Regions from separate parts of the Mus musculus genome. Here region 1 is linked to region 2. The links are chromatin contacts, called in public HiChIP or PLAC-seq maps. All regions are on one chromosome and are shown on one strand. Each heading gives the region's core, a stretch centred on a gene start, on an enhancer-like site or on the middle of the called end of the contact. The rest is flanking DNA. Distances are from core to core; before and after follow the strand shown. Region 1 overlaps Gm41964 (a long non-coding RNA gene). Region 2 has its middle 21 kb from the start of Gm41964.

The links. HiChIP or PLAC-seq counts read pairs in DNA pulled down with a chosen protein or histone mark.
Region 1: a contact with region 2 is called in an H3K27ac HiChIP or PLAC-seq map of microglia, with 5 times the contacts expected there. The contact joins two enhancer-like sites. A contact is called at or near these places in 48 of 484 Hi-C or Micro-C datasets (the C10 cell line, CD4 T cells, CD8 T cells and 33 more) and 5 of 115 datasets of contacts at active chromatin or transcription factors (the HPC-7 cell line, bone marrow-derived macrophages, double positive thymocytes and 2 more).

What each region holds. Positions count from the first base shown.
Region 1 is chr1:143,987,305-143,990,525 of GRCm38.p6, forward strand. Gm41964 (a long non-coding RNA gene) reads left to right here. Exons shown (of 4, transcript XR_878589.2): 3 at 1,936-1,980. Among named protein-coding and RNA genes, the nearest start is that of Rgs2, 15 kb to the right of the region's middle. Within about 2 kb of position 1,572, at least 24 of the 459 cell types and tissues checked have an H3K27ac peak or open chromatin away from gene starts, as enhancers often do. A contact at or near this core is called in bone marrow-derived macrophages and microglia, where this site is marked.
Region 2 is chr1:143,915,298-143,918,985 of GRCm38.p6, forward strand. No RefSeq gene overlaps it. Among named protein-coding and RNA genes, the nearest start is that of Gm41964, 21 kb to the right of the region's middle. Within about 2 kb of position 1,459, at least 169 of the 459 cell types and tissues checked have an H3K27ac peak or open chromatin away from gene starts, as enhancers often do. A contact at or near this core is called in bone marrow-derived macrophages and microglia, where this site is marked.

The sequences.
Region 1 (3,221 bases), core at 322-2,821, 72 kb after region 2:
TGCTTTCTATTTGTATGATTTCTAACCGGAGGTCCACTATGATTCTTACCATAGCTCCTAAGTGCTAAATGCACTCCTTTTAATCTGATTTGCTTTCAGAGTTTCCTCCAATGTATATCTGTTCAGCAAATGATGTGTTCTCTCTCTCTCTCTCTCTCTCTCTCTCTCTCTCTCTCTCTCTCTCTCTCTTTCTGTTTATCCCTCTTACTAGTCACTGAATTTAAAAGACAATTTTCTGCAATTAGTTTTGGAAAAACCATCCCTTCCTTCCTTCCTTCCTTCCTTCCTTCCTTCCTTCCTTCCTTCCTTCCTTCCTTCTTTCTTTCTTTCTTTCTTTCTTTCTTTCTTTCTTTCTCTCTTTTCATTTAGAAAAAGAAGCATTACAAAAGCGAAATGATATAGTTAGTATGGAGAATGAGCAAAATTTCCAGAGCACCTCATCTTTTCTCCAAGCAGTTGGTTTCTTTAAGCCATTTCTGCCTGCTTTGCTTTCCCTTTGATTTTAAGGATAGTCTTAGAGCATCCTGACATCTAATGTAAGTAGAATAGCCCAATCTGAACGCGTTGGTTCAGATCTTGAACTTGAGTCTTAGTATGGGCTGGGAGGATATTGCTTCCCCATCTGCTGTGACAAGGACTGGAGATCCTCAGGCCTGATTCTTGCATGATGGGAACTTGTTTTGTAGTATCACTGAAGGGTACTTAGCAAACTTATTTTTGGCTAGGCTGCCATGTTCCTAGTATAGCCAGCACCCCTGCAGGAAGTAGCAGCTGACCCTGTTCATGAGGAGGGTGAGACTCTGGCTTTTCCCTAAGAATCTTTTACTTGGATAGTTTCTTCTTGAAATTTGTGTTTTACATCTGGGTTATGAGTTATGGGGATCCTTTCTTATAATACTTGTTCTGTAACCATTGTCTTTACTGTTTCAAAAGCTTGAACCCAGACTGTTTCCATTACCTGGTGAGCATCCTGCCTTCCAGCTTCAGACTGTTGACCTTCCTCTATGGATTCATTTGAACAGTTTTGTGCTGGCTAGTTTTATGTCAACTTGACCCAAGCTAGAGTCATTTGGGAAGAGAGACCCTCAACTGAGAAGGTATCCCCACTAGGTTGGTCTGTGGGAAAGCGTTTGGGCCTTTCCTTTCCTTTCCTTTCCTTTCCTTTCCTTTCCTTTCCTTTCCTTTCCTTTCCTTTCCTTTCCTTTCCTTTCCTTTCCTTTCCTTTCCTTTCCCTTTTCTTTTTGGTTTTTCAAGACAGGGTTTCTCTGTGTAACCCTGGCTATCCTGGAACTCACTTTGTAGACCAGGCTGGCCTCAAACTCAGAAATCCACCTGCCTCTGCCTCCCAAGTGCTGGGATTAAAGCCGTGCGCCACCACACCAGGCTGGCATTTTCTTGATTAATGATCAAAGTGAGAGGTCTCAGCTCACTGTGGGTGGTGTACCCCTGGGCTGGAGGTCCTGAGTGATATAAGCAGCCTGAGCAAGCCATGAGGAGCAAGCCATTAAATAAAGTTCCTCCATGGCGTCTCTAGCAGTTCTTGACTCCAATGCCCTGCCCTGATTACCCTGGATGATGGACTATAAGTTAAAAGAGGAAGTAAACCCTTTCCCAGTGACCTGGTCTAAATCTCTCCCACATGTTTAAAAATAGCAGGCATCTGATTAGTCGTTTCTTCTACGTGATTGCTTAACTCACTTTTCTGTTTTACTCCGAAGTCTAGACTCAACAGTTCAAGTGCAAGGTCGTGTCTCCAAGCCCTCAGATCTGGCATTTGTTAGCATAGAAAAACACATCTTGCTTCTTTCATACTCCTTCTTGAGCATCTTCCCGGCCAATTCTATCTCTTCCAGCTTGCTGGTTTGTATCTGCATCTCTTTTACAACATCCAATTGTAACTATTTTTCCTCCTTTAACTACTTTCTTGTTCACTAGGGGCTGCTGTTCTGAGTGCTGCCTTGCTTCTGGGGAAAATAGAAGGTAAGGAAAGACTTTAAAGAGAAATGTTGTCTAGATAACTAAACAGTTATAGGAAATACAACAATCATAATAAGAACAAAACAAATCCATTTCACACTTTAGGTAAAAATTAATACAAACAGCTCATCTTATTAAATGTAAGGAACTAATTTTTAGGTAAAACTTTAATATCAACATTTGAGAAAATTCTTGGGACCTAGGGCTGGACAAGGTGTTTATTGGCTTAACATCAAAAGCAAAATTCATAAGATGAAATCTAGGTAATTTTTAGAGTTCATAAAAACTGAAAATGTTTGTTTAGATGAGGAAACTATAGATGACAGAACTATGTTGCAAAGCATACATCTGATGGAAGATTAACAGATCTCTCTCTCTCTCTCTCTCTCTCTCTCTCTCTCTCTCTCTCTTTCGGCAACTGAGGACCGAACCCAGGATCTTGTGCTTGCTAGGCAAGCATTCTAACACTGAGATAAATCCCCAACCCTGAACAAATACTTCTCTATGATCACCAAATTCTTCATTGAGGGAGAAAAACTAGATCAGTCATGCTCTATTAGCATAGCTCCTCTTCTCTGGAAAATTTGGGGTTTGGTCCGCCACTCCCCCCCCCGCGCCCCCCCCCCCCCCCACACACACAATGAACTGAAACATGCAGCTGTCAAACCTAACAACAGCCATGCTTGACTGGATAAAAACAATAGTCCATTCAGTCACGATCAAATTTAGACGCATCCTGGAATCCCACATACAGAGTCATGAACTAACTGCTCAGTGACATTAAGATAAACACATCAGTCCAAAGAGCTGCTTAGCAATTAGTATTGTTTGATACTGTGGGATATTCACAAGCTTTTTTTTTTTCTTTTTCTTTTTTAAACTAAACCATGACTTCCTTCACATGAGTCATGATCAAAATTATTTCTAAAGTGATTACATGGTTAAATTATATTGCCCTTAAAATCTTGATGCCTTTAGTTGTACTTTTAAACAAACTTTACAGAATTTGTGTGTCTCTGGAACCTGACACAAATTGAAAACATTTGAAAGAAGTAGTACTTGCAGCCCTGACATTTATGTTCCAATGATTAATGTCGACTTCTATGAGAGCTATCCTCCAGGAGGCCCTGTGCCAAATGACGATCAATATCTCAAGCTTCCTCATCAACAGGAAAAATAATACCACTCCGTTTCCGAACCAAAGCTTGTTATCTTGCCGTTGCCAGACTACACTAAGCTCCTGG
Region 2 (3,688 bases), core at 209-2,708:
ATTTCAGTTAATGTGATTCTCTTTGGACAATATGATTAGCTAAAAAAGAAAGGGTAACTACTTTCACATAATGTAATTGCTTCTCCAGGTGAGATTTGTGAATTTACCTATAGTACCTCAAACCAAACCTTTATTTATAGTTCAGTGGGTTTCTCTGATTACAGAAGAACATACTTTATGTTTTACTGTGGCAAGATAAGGCATAAAATCCTGTCCATTTTACTTTTTATATTAAATCCTAGTACACAGAGTGGGTTTATATGTAGCAAAGTAACTTTTCAGTTTCAAGTGAAAGTGTTCACTGGTTTATTAAGACATGGTCACATGTTGGGTATTTTTCTCATTAAGATTATAATCTCCTGAGACTGTATACTCTTCTGGATATCATGTAGGAACTATGTTTTTTCTCTTTTGTGTGAAAAGAGGATAAATGTTAAAAACAACAAGATTTAATTTAACAAAAGTCTAAAAACCCATAAACAACTCGATTGATTTGTCAAGTCAAAGGAATGCTGTATAGAACATTATAAAAAATCTTTCAGTGTTTTTTTCCAAACACAAATCCATTACTTTCTTTCTTTTTTATGAGTTTTTATTAGATTTGTTTATTTACATTTCAAATGTTATCCCCTTTCCTCGGAAAATCTCCTAACACCTCCCCCTTCCCCTGCTCACCAACCCGCCCCACCCACTCCCTCTTCCTGGCCCTGGCATTCCCCTTTACTGGGGCATAGAACCTTCACAGGACCAAGGGCCTCTCTTCCCATTGATGATCAACTAGGCCATCCTCTGCTACATATGCAGCTAGAGCCATGAGTCCCTTTGGTTGGTGGTTTAGTCCCAAGGAGCTCTGGGGATACTGGTTAGTTCATATTTTAGTTCCTCTGGGAGGGTTGCAAACCCCTTCAGCTCCTTGGGTACGTTCTCTAACTCCTTCATTGGGAACCCTGTGCTCAGTCCAATGGTTGGCTGTCAGCATCCAACTCTGTATTTGTCAGGCACTGGCAGAGCCTCTCAGGAGCATTACTTTCTTTTTGTTGGAAACTGTAGCTCTGTCAGGTGCACAGCTGTAGTTATAACTGTTTGTCTTCTAATGTTTCTTGAGATGAGTAACAGAATATATACATATAAAGGGTATTGAGTTTCAGTCTCAGGGTCCATTAGGGAGTGACAGTCAGTTGAGAACTGAACTGCTATTTGACTGTATCCAAAATTATTCTAATCTCTGAGTGTTTCAAAAGAGAACTTAACATTTTACAGTGATTTACAAGTTTTACTGTAGTCTTTCTTTTAGCTAGTTAACACATCTCTGCAGACGAGTTTGCAGTCCTTTCCCTCTGCAATTCGTATAGTTCACACGGAACTTGACTTCTGCTTTTTTGGCTGTCTAACTTCTCCTCTTTTAGATCATACGATGATAAACAGCACTTCCTCTGAGAGCATTCTCAGTCTGCCTGGGTCTGGGTTAGTTTCCGGACTGGCGAGACCGAGCTGTGGCCTGCTCCCTGCAGCAGCCTGTAGTGTGACCGTCTCCACAGCACAATTTTAGTGAGGCCTGGCTTCATCTCTGTCTTTTCATGTCTTTCCTCACCTGTTCAGCAAATGTGCAATGGGCATCTCTGCTTGTCTCTAATAGGCTCTGCTACCTTAGCCGTCAACTGTTGAAACCTTCCCTAGCTTGGGGAGCTTGACGTGAGGAATACTAGACAGGAGATATTCTTCCACAGTATACTGGGTGATGACTCTCTTTTACTGTCTTGTTAGGAAGAGGAACTAGCTCCCCTTTTATTTACATGTTCCTTCACCAGGCTGGACAGGCAGATAGTTTTTCTTGTTGGAAAAAAATGTCAGTACCATATCCTTTAGCCTTGGTAGAGATCATTTTTCCTCAACTGTTGCCAACTTCCTCCCCCCTCCATTAAATTTTAGCACCACAAGCATACTGCGTTTCTGTGGATTGCCTTTGAAGATCCATGGATCACTGTGTCTTTTCTTTACAACCCAAGAATACGTTTTTGGTCTTTTTGGGTCTGTTGCTCGGTGTTTGGTTGTGCTGATGTTGCAATTACTATCAAGTGTCAGTGGCCAGGAAATGGGGGAGATCCACAGAGGGGCATTTGACTTTTTCAACCTTTCCTAGCTTCTCCCAGTTAGAGAAAAAGACGGTATGACGCATTCCAGTTTCTCTGGGAGATGGTCTTGTATATCTATAAGGGCCTCAAGTGTCCTGTCTGTCTGTCTGTCTGTCTCTCTTTTTCTCTCTCTCCCCTCCCTCCCTCCCTTTTCTGCCTGCCTGTCTTCCTTTCTTTTACCCAAAAGGGAGGTGTGCTGTGGTTTCTAGAGGCAGGATCCAGGTCTGAGCTCTTCCAAATTTGGCAAAAGCTCCTGGCACGTTTTTCCCCCTGAGCTCTCTTGTTTAGTTCCCTGAGCTGTTTGGGGACATCTGCAGCTGAAGAACAATCTTCTCTCCTGGGGGTGGAGAAAGGGCCACGTGACTTCTCCCTTCTCGTGTCTCGTGGCACACTGGGTGTTTGTAGCCAAACTATCCTGGGCTCTGGAGAATCTCACAACGCAAACAGCTTGCCTTTTGAGGCTTGGGCATATGTTCTAGGCAGTCTGAAGCCTGCTTGCATGAGTTCTGTGACTCCCTCCACTCTGCCAAGACCAGCTGGCTGTTATTAGTTCTGTATCTTTTGTTCTCCCCAGCTCAGTCTAAATACAATTTCATAAATATTGACTGGGGTGATTTATACTGAACTTCATGAGATTGAACTACAGATGAGCAGGTGAAATGTTGGGCAATTTTAAATAGCTTGTTTAAGGTTGCCCAGTTTGAGAAATAGGGTAACTTCAGAATCTGAACCCAGTTTTTTTTCTGACTCACCTGCATTATGTTACCCTCATCTTCCAAACTGGGTGACAAAGCACGTTGCTTACGGACATTTCTCTCACGCAGTGCTTTGTATGCTTGGGTATGGAGAGAAGCTGTGTAGGCTGGCAATGAGGATGCACCAGTCTCAGCCCCATAGTGGTGTTGTTCAGAACACTGAAGCACCCTTTGAGACTTGGCAGATCTCGAATTATAACCTAACTTCTTTATGGTACTTTTGGTAGAAGGTCTCAGAAAGGCCAGATGTAGAAAGCAGGGCGCCATCATCTTTGAAGATTCTACGTACTGTGCTTGTATTGTGGTAGTTTATCCAGTCTGCTTTGTCAACTACTGGTGCCCTTTACTCGAGGTCATTATACATGCTAGTTGTGTTTCATTTGAGGAACTAAGTATATTAGGAAAGAGGGCTCATTTCAGGCCGAGGCTTGACTAAGATAGCCGAAAACAGAGGAGTTCCTCAAACCTCAGATTACAAAATAAAAAAAAAAATAGAAATAACAAAAAGTGTCACCTTCAAAAACTAAACAAAAAATGCATTTCTTTTTTTTTTTTCCATTTTTTATTAGGTATTTAACTCATTTACATTTCCAATGCTATACCAAAAGTCCCCCATATCCACCCACCCCCACTCCCCTGCCCACCCACTCCCCCTTTTTGGCCCTGGTATTCCCCTGTACTGGGGCATATAAAGTTTGCAAGTCCAATGGGCCTCTCTTTCCAGTGATGGCCGACTAGGCCATCTTTTGATATATATGCAGCTAGAAAAAAATGCATTTCTTAATTTCTTGTTTTTGTTAC